Linked DNA regions of Sus scrofa: region 1 is linked to region 2. A link is a contact called in public HiChIP or PLAC-seq data. All regions are on one chromosome and are shown on one strand. The core of a region is the stretch at or near the end of the contact, and the rest is flanking DNA. Distances in the headings are between cores, read along the strand shown.

Region 1 (5,192 bases), core at 1,827-4,326, 290 kb after region 2:
TCTGCCTTCTCTCCATTGGCACTTGGGACCAGGAGAGCTTATCTCCTTTTGGAAGCTTTTGCTGAGGTTCAGGGAGCTTCAGAGGAAACCCGTGGTCCAGCTTCAACTTGGGGTCCACGGGTTCAGGCTTTTCTGGCTCCCCTCTCTTTCTCTACCCACACCACCCATTTCCCCCTTTTGGCAGGAGGAACACATCTGTGGATGAGAACTATGAATGGGACTCAGAATTCCCAGGGGACATGGAACTGCTGGAGACTCTGCACCTGGGCTTGGCTGGCCCTCGATCCAGACTTGAAGCTGAGCCAGACCTAGGTGTGGGAGCTCTCCAGGAAGGTGGGCACTCCCGGCCTCGCTGTCCCATGCCCGTAGCCTTAGAACCCAGTCTGTTCCCAGCTAGGCCCTGTGCCCCAGGCTCGCTCCTCTGCACTGGCAGGCCCTGGAGAGCTTCATGATCCCGGTGAACCTCAAGAATTCACCCAGGGAAGCTGAAGACTTTCTCCTTTCATTGTTCTGCCCTCTTGCAGGTGCAAAGACTTCAGAGGAGGGCTGCCTCCTAAACACCACCCATGGGCCTGGCCCTGAGGCCCGCTGTGCTGCTCTTCGGGAGGAATTCCTGGCCTTCCGCCGCCGCCGAGATGCTGCCAGGTCCCGGCTACCAGCCTATCGCCAGCCAATCTCCCACCCTGAACAGGCCACTCTGCTGTGAATGCCCCAACGTGAGGCAGGGTGAAGGCACACAGACCCTGCAGAGGAGGCCCCCAGCAAGACCTAGCTCCAGCCTGGGACACTGCCCCTGCCCCTGTGGTGCCCAGGCACACATCCTGACCATAGGCTTGGTGTGGGGTGTATGTGCTGAGCCCCTGGAGCCTGGGGGACTGAAACAGGGATCTTAGGTCTGTGTGTGTGTGTGTGTGTGTGTGTGTGTTGTTTGTGGTGTGGGTGAGGACTTTTTACAGGTGAATAAAGTCTGAAAAATGTTTCTGTGTATCATCTGGTTTTGAATTTGAGAGAGAAGTAGGAAAATCCCTGAGCCCTTAAAAAGGACAGATACATTCAACATCCATTCAAAAAGCATTTATTGGAGTTCCCTGGTGGCCTAGTGGTAAGAATCATGCATTGTCATGGCTGTGGGTCACTGTGTGGCCTGGATTCAATCCCTGGCCTCGGAACTTCTGTATGCTGAAGGCGCAGCCAAAAAAAAAAAAAAAAAAAAAAAGCATTTATTGAATGCCTAAAGAGGTCAGCTTCTGAATCTGAAGACCAGCTTTGAGCTAGATACTGAAGTAGAAAGTACAAAAGTCATGTCTTTGCCCTCAGGGGAGTTCTTTCTAGTGGATGAAGCAGGCAAGCAAAGAAATAGTCACAGGAAGTTCCCGTCATGGCACAGCAGAAACGAATCTGACTAGGAACCATGAGGTTGCGGGTTCGATCCCTTGCCTTGCTCAGTGGGTTAAGGATCCGGCCTTGTCGTGAGTTGTCATGTAAGTTGCAGATGCAGCTCAGAACTGGCATTGCTGTGGCTCTGGCATAGGCCAGTGGCTACAGCTCCGATTAGATTCCTAGCCAGGGAACCTCCATATGCCGCAGGTGCGGCCCTAAAAAGACAAAAAGGCAAAAAAAAAAAAAAAAATAGTCACAGGATGATATGACAAGTCCTCTGACAAAGCTATGTGTTGGTTACTAGGGTAGCAAGAAGGAAGGAGTCAGCCAACAGTGAATGCTTACAGCTTGTGCTGGGACAAATGCTACCTCTGGGGTGGGCCTCTGCAGGCATCCTCACAGAAAGTGGGAGCAATGATAATAGCTGTCAGCTGAGCACTCACTGTGTGCCGGGCACTGCTCTAAGCTCTTCACATGTATCATTTAATTCTCTACCACTCTAAGGTAAGTAGTACCATTAGCTCTATTTTTATAGACCAGGGAGCTGGGGTGTAGAGCTTTAGTGATTTGCCCCGAGGTCACAAAGTCCATGAGGGGTAGGGCAGGTGAGAAGACAGTCAAGGGAAGGAGGAACAGCCTATGTGAAGGCATGGAGGAGTGAAAAGACTTGGCCTCCCAGGGTGTCAGTGTGCACTGGAATATTCAGGAAGGGAGTATGGGGAAGAGAGAATGGAGAAGTAGGAGGGCATTGGTTGTTGATGTCCTTAAAAACCAGCATATATGGGATCGTCTAACAGCTATGAAAACTCCACTGATGGAGTTCATGGCTCAGAGGTTACGAACCCAACTAGTATCCATGAGGACACAGGTTCGATCCCTGGCCTTGCTCAGTGAGCTAAGGATCTGTAGTTGCTGTGAGCTGTGGTGCAGTTTGCAGACACGGCTCTGATCCCACATTATTGTGGCTATGGTATAGGCTGGCAGTTGCAGCTCTGATTGGACCCTTAGCCTGGGAACTTCTATATGCCGCAAATGCGACCCTGAAAAGACAAAAAAATTTAAAAAAAAAACCAAAAAATAAATAAAACTACACTGATAGCTGCAAGCAGGGACTCCATCCACCACAAATGATGTTCTCCTCCACCATCAGAGATGGAGGAACTGCCAGCCTCCTCCTCCTCTCTCTCTTTTTAAGGGCTGCACCTATTTCATATGGAAGTTCTTAGGCTAGGGGTCCAATCAGAGCTGCAGCTGCCAGCCTACACCACAGCTCATGGATACTAGGTTTGTTGCCCCTGAGCCACAACGGGAACTCCCTGAGGGCTCTTCTTCTGATCCCTCCAGGATTTAAGAGATGCCAGGCCTTGCTGTACAGTGGGAAAATAAAAAAAATAAAATAAAATAAAATTAAAAAAAAAAGAGATGCCAGGTCATGGAGGAGGAGATGAAGGGGAAAAAGTCAAGTCTGAACCCTGGGTCCCAACACTGGTCACACCCCTTAGGCCCTGAGAAAGGAATGACTTCACTGTTAGTCTCTGCCCAGGCTTGAAGAAGGTGGGGAGCAAGACCAAGTCCGGGAGCTGTCCTGGCCTGCATGTCACACCCTAGTCAATTGTGGGGGGGTGGGTGGGGAGTGTCTTCCTGTGCCTCTGTTTACCTAAACATCCTTTTTAAACCAAGAGGCTTCTTCGCACGTAAAAAACGCCCTTCTTGCGCTAACCTAGGCAGAAAGTTTCCCACTGGGGCACAAGTTTACGGGTTCTAGGGTAGGTGTAGAAGTTCTCCAGGGCGGAGGCTACTGTCTTGAGATCCTTTAACCCAGGTTCTGGTCTCCAGCCCCATCTCTTAAGCACTGCCCTCCGCTTCTGCAGTGCGGCGCCTTTAAACCCTCTCGGCCTTGCCCCGCCTTTGGTCCGCCCCGTCCGAGGCGGGAGCCTGCTGAAAACCCCCGGCCCAGCCCAGGCGCTCCATTCGCGCGGCAGCCCCAGTCTTAAGTGCGCAATTCTCCTGCCTGAGTGAAAGGTGAGCTGGAGGGAGGGGGTCCGTCGGGGCGGGGGAGGGGGGATGTGCGCGGTCTCTAGGCTGCAGGAAGCCCGAGCTTGCGACCTGCTCCTGTGAGCTTGGGGACCAAGGGCTCGCAGGCAGGGGTCCGATGACTGCTCTGCCCCGCCCCGGGCTGTCAGGTCTGTCCTCAGACTCTGACCCCGCATTGTTGAGCCATGAGGTCAGGCGGTGTTGCGGGTGCATAGACGGGGCGTCTGTCTGGATCAGGGACGTGGGGACTGCGTCCCTCCCGCGGACTTCAGCTCCAGATCCGTGCTAGGGTGAGGAAAGGAGGGCGTCAGGGACTGGCCCCGAGGGACGGGGCGTACAGGGTCCCAGCGCCCACCCTGGCCCGCTCCGCGCCGCCGGGGCTTCCCGCGCGACCCTTCACTTCCTGATTCCAGGAACACGTGTGGGTGCTGCTTGCCCTCTGCGTCCCAGTCCTTTCTCTTTATTCTCCTGCAGATCTTTTTTCTAGGGACTCCGAGGCGCGGTTTGGAGCAAGGGGGCTCCGTGCGCGGGTCCCGCAGTGGCCTCCCCTTCCAGGGTTGGCGCCGGGAGTTAAAGCCCCAGTCGCCTTGAGGAGAGTCCCCTGATCTCAGACATCTGGGAGGCTGCAGCTCTGACCGCGCCCCGGGGTGCCCTGCCTGTAGGCGGTGGTGTTGGGGGAGGGTGGCGGCTTTCCCGCGCCTCCAGCCCCTACGGGAGCCGATGCCCCCACTCCTTGCCCCCTACTGCTGGGAAAGTCGGTGGTGGCCGCGGGCGGGCGGGCTGCCCAGACCACTGCGTCACCCCAGCGGCGGGCGGTGGGTGACTCATCCCAGTAACGGCCCAGGGTGTGGCGAGGGGGGCGGCTGTGGGGGCCGGACCAGCAGGACCGGAAATGGACTGCCGCCTGGCCTCCACCCCTTCACCCCGGCTCTGCAGGCCTCCTGGAGTCTCCAGGAGCCGGTACCCGTGAGATTCAGGGGGAAACGTGCTATCAGTGAGCAGAAGTGAGGATGGACTGGTGTGGAGATCCGGTGCAGGAGGCTCTCCTAGTTTTCTGACTCCAGAGCACCAGACAGAGGGCCGGTTCCCCGTTTCCAGCTTCACTCCCGAGTTCTCCTTCCTGGTCCACAGAGAAGACTTAAAACTGCAGAGGAGGCCAAGGTAGGGTGGGGCCAGCAGCAGGGCCCTACCTGCCCAGAATCCAAAGGGTCTTTGTCCAGTTGCACTTCTCCCCCCATCCCCACCCCCACCCTCACTCCACTGCCCCAGTCAATCCCTCTTTTGCCTACTGGGGACTGGCTTCCTTTTCTCCCCCCACCTCCCCTCACCCCCCATCCCCTCTCCCTCCAGGATTTTCAGGTATGGGGCTCACTTGTTCCCAGGGCATTTCATCTTCTCCTGAACTATTTCCTTAAGTCTCCCTCGCTACTCCCAAACTCGAATAACTTCCAGTCTCCTCCACCCTACTCTTAACAGCTGCTTCTTTGAGGAATCCCTTGCACCTGTCTGTACCTGGCAACTGCTCTGAAGGAGCCCCTTTCCCAAGGATCTGCCCCACCCCATGCTCAGAGCCTCTTCACCACTCCTGTGTCGAGTGGATGTTTCAGCCTGGGAGCCCCCACCCTGCCCCATTCCTGTGTTTGGTACACAGAAGCCATGGCAACAGCCGCCAAGTACCCCTCCTCCCCTGGTGCAAAGCCTGTGGCTTCCTCTTTGTGTAGTTTCAGCTTTCTCTTCTGCTCACTGACTCTTGATAGCTAGGGGAGTGCCTTGGGACA
Region 2 (5,254 bases), core at 410-2,909:
AGGATCCTCTTAGCTGCCTGGCTTAGTATGTGGAAAAACCTTTTTCTTCCCCTTCTGGGTCAGGGGAGCCATAATGACCGCTCAGTTTTATCTACCTTGGAAGGTGGGGGCTGGAGGAAGCGTTGGGGGCAAGAAGCAACACAGGGACCTCCTCACTTGCCCTGGAGCCACAGACCTCTCTCCAGGGTGATGCCAGCCGGCCTCTTGTGGTCCTCTTACCTTTCCCAAATATACCACCCCTCTGCCTTCCCCCCACCATGATGTAATTTTATTTTTCTGGGGAGAAAAAGAGCAGCAGTGAGCTCAGCATGCAAATATAGACAACTTGCAATGCCACGCTTAGCTCTGTTTCCCAACTCTGCCCCTCTGCCCAGGCCCAGCATGGCAGCTCTCACTTCCCCTCCACCCCAGGGACTTTCCTCCCCCAGATTCTCAGCCAGACTGAAAGAGGGAAGGAAGAAGTGGTAAAGCATCTGTTTTCATTTCCAGCCTAAGGGGTCTCTCCTCAACTCTGGCAGAGTGTGGCGGGGGAAGAGGTCTGAGCCCCGTCAGTGTCTGTGCCACTTCCAGCTACAGCCTGGCAGAGACCCAGAGGAAGCCTCAGGTGAGTTCCTCCTTTTTTTTTTTTTTTTTTTTTTTTTTTTTTGCTTTTTAGGGCTGCACCTGCTGCATATGGAGGTTCCCAGGCTAGGGGTTTCATCGGAGCTATAGCTGCCAGCCTATTGCAGGGCCACAGCAACGCCAGATCCGAGCCTCGTCTGTGACCTACACCACAGCTCACAGCAATGCTGGATCCTTAACCCACTGAGCGAGGCCAGGGATTGAACCTGCAACCACATGGTTCCTAGTCGGATTCATTTCCACTTCACCATGACGGGAACTCTGAGTTCCTCCTTTCTTTCCTTTCACCATCCTCTCCCCCAAAGTGCCCTGTCACTGACCTTTGGATAGTGACACACCCTCACAATGTGCCTCTGCCTAGACCTCATTTGTTCTGTGTTGTAGGGGTGAAACCGATATTGCTGACCCATCTTTGAGACTCAGAGAAACTAAATGACTTACCTACAGTCAGTGAAGGGTCCAGGTCTTCCAGAGGCAGCCAGGTAGAAGGGACTTGGGCTTCACGCTGGCTCTACTCCTTTCTGGGGCAGGTTATGCCTCTGAGCCTCAGTGTCCTGGCTGGGGACACTGATACCTATCTCACAGGGTTCTTCTTAGATGTAGAAATTGTAAGTCTCTAGTGACTGGCGCAGATGGGTGTTTTTTAAAACATGGGCACTACCATTTAGTGGGACCTTCCACGGATCGGTGCAAAAATAAGTTCCATCATATTTTTGTATTGGTTCAGTGCCCATACTGTGTATTAAACATTTGTTAAATGGGTACAAGCTGGATGAAGACATGGGTTTTGTTTGTTTGTTTGTTTTGGTTTTTGTCTTTTTTGTCTTTATAGGGCCGCACTAGCGGCATATGGAGGTTCCCAGGCTAGGGGTCCAATCGGAGTTACAGCTGCTGGTCACCACCACAGCCACAGCAACGCAGGATCCTTAACCCACTGAGCAAGGCCAGGGATCAAACCCGTGTCCTCGTGGACACTAGTCAGGTTCGTTAACCACTGAGCCATGACGGGAACTCCTAGGGACTCGTTTTTTTGTGTGCCAGGCCCTGTGGACACAGAGAAAAGGCCTGGAGTCCTGCCTTCAAGGAGCTCCCAGTCTGGATGGGGGAGACAGTCGTGGAATTGAAGAGCTCGGCTGGAGTGGGCTGAGCACTAGAACAGAGGTGGTTAGTGCAGGGGGAGCCCAGAGGAAGGAGATGCCGGAGGGGCCACCTCTGAGAAGGCCTCCCCAAGGAAGTGTTCTTTGGGCTCAGTCTTGGCTTTCAAACAAGAGCTGAAGGGAGGGCGCTATCAAGCAGCACATAATCACTTAATTACCTATTGCTTTGTATTTCTCTTCAGTTGTTTCGGGTGCTTGTCTTGACTTCCCAGTGAGGCTAATCAGCTCCAGAGCAGGGACAGGCCCGGGCACTCTTTGTTCTCCCAGAGCCTAACAGCGGTGCTGGACAAACACCATGTGTTCAGAAAAGGCTTGTTGACTTGCAGCGGATAAATAATCCAGGCTTCTCTGGGATAACTGCCTGGAAGGAGGAGGCCCCCACCCCCCACCCCGTGATCACAGTCCCTTAACAAGGCACCCACACGTACATCCCCCATCCTCTGGCTGCCTCCCTCCTGCCGCAGGGTGAGACCCCATCAGCAGACACTTGCTCATGGTGCCCCAGATCCTTTATTAAGGTCTCTCGTTTGACCCAAATACATTAACAAGAGATTGCTGAGCTGCAGCCCCAAACACAGTACCCTCCCATCCTCCTGGCCAGGGAGAGGACAGTCAGAAAGATAGAGGATTTGAGAGAGTGGGGTAAGCATGTGCTCAGGTGGAGGGAGCGAGCGGAAGAGAGATGAGGGCCCTTAGATGCGGCAAGAGGGAATCGCAAGAAAGCGCATGTGGGGGGCGGTGGAAGAAACAAAAAATGGATACAGGGATATCGTGGGACAGGAAACACAAGTCAGAGAGCTGGGCCAGTGTGTAGGGAAAGGTAGCTCCTTGGATCTCAGCACCCAACATAGAGACTTCAAGGGCCCCAAGCCAGAGGATGACCTGGTGTCCCTGGAGGCGCTCAAGGAAGGACAGGGAGGGCAGGAGGGAGCATGAGGAGGGCAGGTGGGGCTGGGCGATGGCTGCCCAGCACCTAGTCGTCGTCGTCATCATCGTCATCGTCATCTTCGTCATCATCCTCTGTGTTGATCTCGCCGGACAGCACATCCTCCAGCCAGTCTTCCAGCTCCTCAGCAGAAGGCAGGTCCTCTTCGTCATCCATCTCCATCCATATGCTGTCCGCCTAGGACATGGCAAGACAAGGGATCAGAACTAAGCCCCATGTAGGTCTTTCAACCCGTCCTCCCACTCACTGGACCCTGTACATCCTCTATCTCTCCTCTTCATCTGTCAGTGGGCAGGGAAACTGCCCCTGTGAAGGTCTAGGTTAGAATCATGACCATGGGAGTAGAAAGAATGGCTGGATCAGCAAGTAGACCTTCTCCGTTCAGTCTTTCTTACAAACTCTTGCCATGCTGAGCTGCCTAGAGCAGACCTCTCAATCCCACCCTTGATGTAAGACTGGTGGCTCCCCCCGGCCTGGAGAATAAGGTCGGCAACGCTTCAGCATTCAAGACTTTGCAGGAGTTCCCGTCGTGGCTCAGTGGTTAACGAATCCGACTAGGAATCATGAGGTTGCAGGTTCAATCCCTGGCCTTGCTCAGTGGGTTAAGGATCCGGCGTTGCCGTTGTCATGAGCTGTAGTGTAGGTCACAGACGCGGCTCGGATCCTGCGTTGCTGTGGCCCTGGCATAGGCTGGCGGCTACAGTTCCAATTAGACCCCTAGCCTGGGAACCTCCATATGCCGCGGGAATGGCCCTAGAAAAGGCAAAAAGACAAAAAAAAAAAAAAAAAAAAAAAAAAAAAAAAAAAGACTTTGCAAAACCTGCTTTTCCAGCATTATCCTCAGAAATCTCTAGATTCTCAAGCCATAAAAAAATGAAGTGCCTTTTCCCCTAACTTGATACTCATTTTCCTACTTTTTGACCATCTGCACTAACTTTTCCATCAGTTCGGAAATGACTTCTCATAATTTCCACTTGTAGAACTCTATACACTGAACAATGTCCACTGTATTTTAATTTTTAAGAATTACATTTAATTTTTTATTTTTAAAAACTGAGGTATAGTTGATTTACATCAGTCTCCACTTTAAGTGCTACTCCTTTTAAAACCTCTGGGATTCTCAAGCAGAAACACTTTGATTTCTGTGTCTTCCCAGCATTTCGTTAGTATCTCTACCATAGAGTTTACCAGATCTGGCCTGGTAGTCAACAGAATACCTACCTCCCCAGTTAGACTGGGAATTATAGGAAGGCGGACTGTGACTTACTCAATTCAACTCAACAAATATTTTTGAAGCACCTGCTATGTGCGAATGAGATTTCTGCCTTCAGAAAGCTCAAAGTCTACTGGAAGAGAGACACAACACATAAATGGCCAAGTAAAAGTCATGTTCTCAAGGCCAAATGGGCTGTGGGAGAGTGCCAACAAGAGAATGATTCCAAATGAGAGATCTGGAAAGACTGGCTGGAGGAGAGAGGATTCGAACCCGGCTCTGAGGGAGGAGCAGCCCATCACAACAGGTAGAGACGGGGGTGAGTTCAGGGCAGGAATCTCTCCCTCTCTTCCAGCCGTTAGACTGGGCATGTCTGATGCCTCTGGGAAGGGCTCCACTCCTAGTTAGCAGAGCAGAGGAGAACCAGCTACACCGGGAGCAGAGTTGGGGGTCACCGGGGGATGAGGAGAGAAGGAAACTCACATCAGTGACGTTGACGACTCCTATTTGTGGGGCCGATAGGTCGATGTCGAATGTCTTCTCCCAGTAGGGAACCAGCTGTGGAGAGACCACATATGGCCACTTAATGAGTCTAGGAACCCCTGAGTTCAGGAGGGTGCGTGTGCGGTTCAGGCCAGGGGTAGAGTGGGGACATTATGAACCCGTTGGGAGCTGGGTGGTGGTGGGGGGGGTCCACCTGTCAGCCCTGAAGGGAAAGGGTAGAACAGAGCAGTTAAAGAGTAGACATCCCAGGAGTTCCCATTGTGGCGCAGTGGAAATGAATCCAACTAGGAACCATGAGGTTGTGGGTTTGATCCCTGGCCTCGCTCAGTGGGTTAAAGATCCAGGCATTGCCATGAGCTGTGGTGTAGGTCACAGACGCGGCTCTGATCCTCCGTTGCTGTGACTATGGTATAGACTGGCAGCTATAGCTCCGATTTGACCCCTAGCGTGGAACCCTCCATGTGCCTCGAGTGTGGCCCTAAAAAGCAAAAAAAAAAAAATAATAATAATAAAAGATTCGATATCCCAGGAATTCCCGCTGTGGTGCAACGGCACTGGTAGTGTCTTGGGGGCACTGAGAACACAGGTTTGATCCCCAGCCCGGCTCAGTGGGTTAGGGATCCCGCGTGACTGCAGCTTCAGCTTAGGTTGCAACTGTGGCTTGGATCTGATCCCTGGCCCAGGAACTCCATGTGCTGAGGGGCAGCCAAAAAAGAAGAAAAAAAAAAAAAAAGCAGATACCCCAAGAGGAAAGTATCAGCTGGGGGCCTTTGGCCCCTCCTTCCCCAAGAAAACTAGATAGGAAACCCTGTT

The links. HiChIP or PLAC-seq counts read pairs in DNA pulled down with a chosen protein or histone mark.
Region 1: an H3K27ac HiChIP or PLAC-seq map of alveolar macrophages shows a contact between it and region 2. The contact joins the promoter of TAGLN2 here to the promoter of PEA15 in region 2. A contact is called at or near these places in 1 of 47 Hi-C or Micro-C datasets (liver) and 1 of 2 datasets of contacts at active chromatin or transcription factors (alveolar macrophages).

Annotation. Positions count from the first base shown.
Region 1 is chr4:90,563,196-90,568,387 of Sscrofa11.1, forward strand. It overlaps TAGLN2 (transgelin-2), which reads left to right and starts at 3,077. Exons shown (of 5, transcript XM_003125672.5): 1 at 3,077-3,402. IGSF9 (protein turtle homolog A) reads left to right here. Exons shown (of 21, transcript XM_021089579.1): 20 at 185-333; 21 at 525-979. The coding sequence ends at 706.
Region 2 is chr4:90,274,483-90,279,736 of Sscrofa11.1, forward strand. It overlaps PEA15 (astrocytic phosphoprotein PEA-15), which reads right to left and starts at 1,660. Exons shown (of 5, transcript XM_001928960.6): 1 at 1,063-1,660. CASQ1 (calsequestrin 1) reads right to left here. Exons shown (of 11, transcript NM_001243269.1): 10 at 4,421-4,495; 11 at 2,345-2,901. The coding sequence ends at 2,752.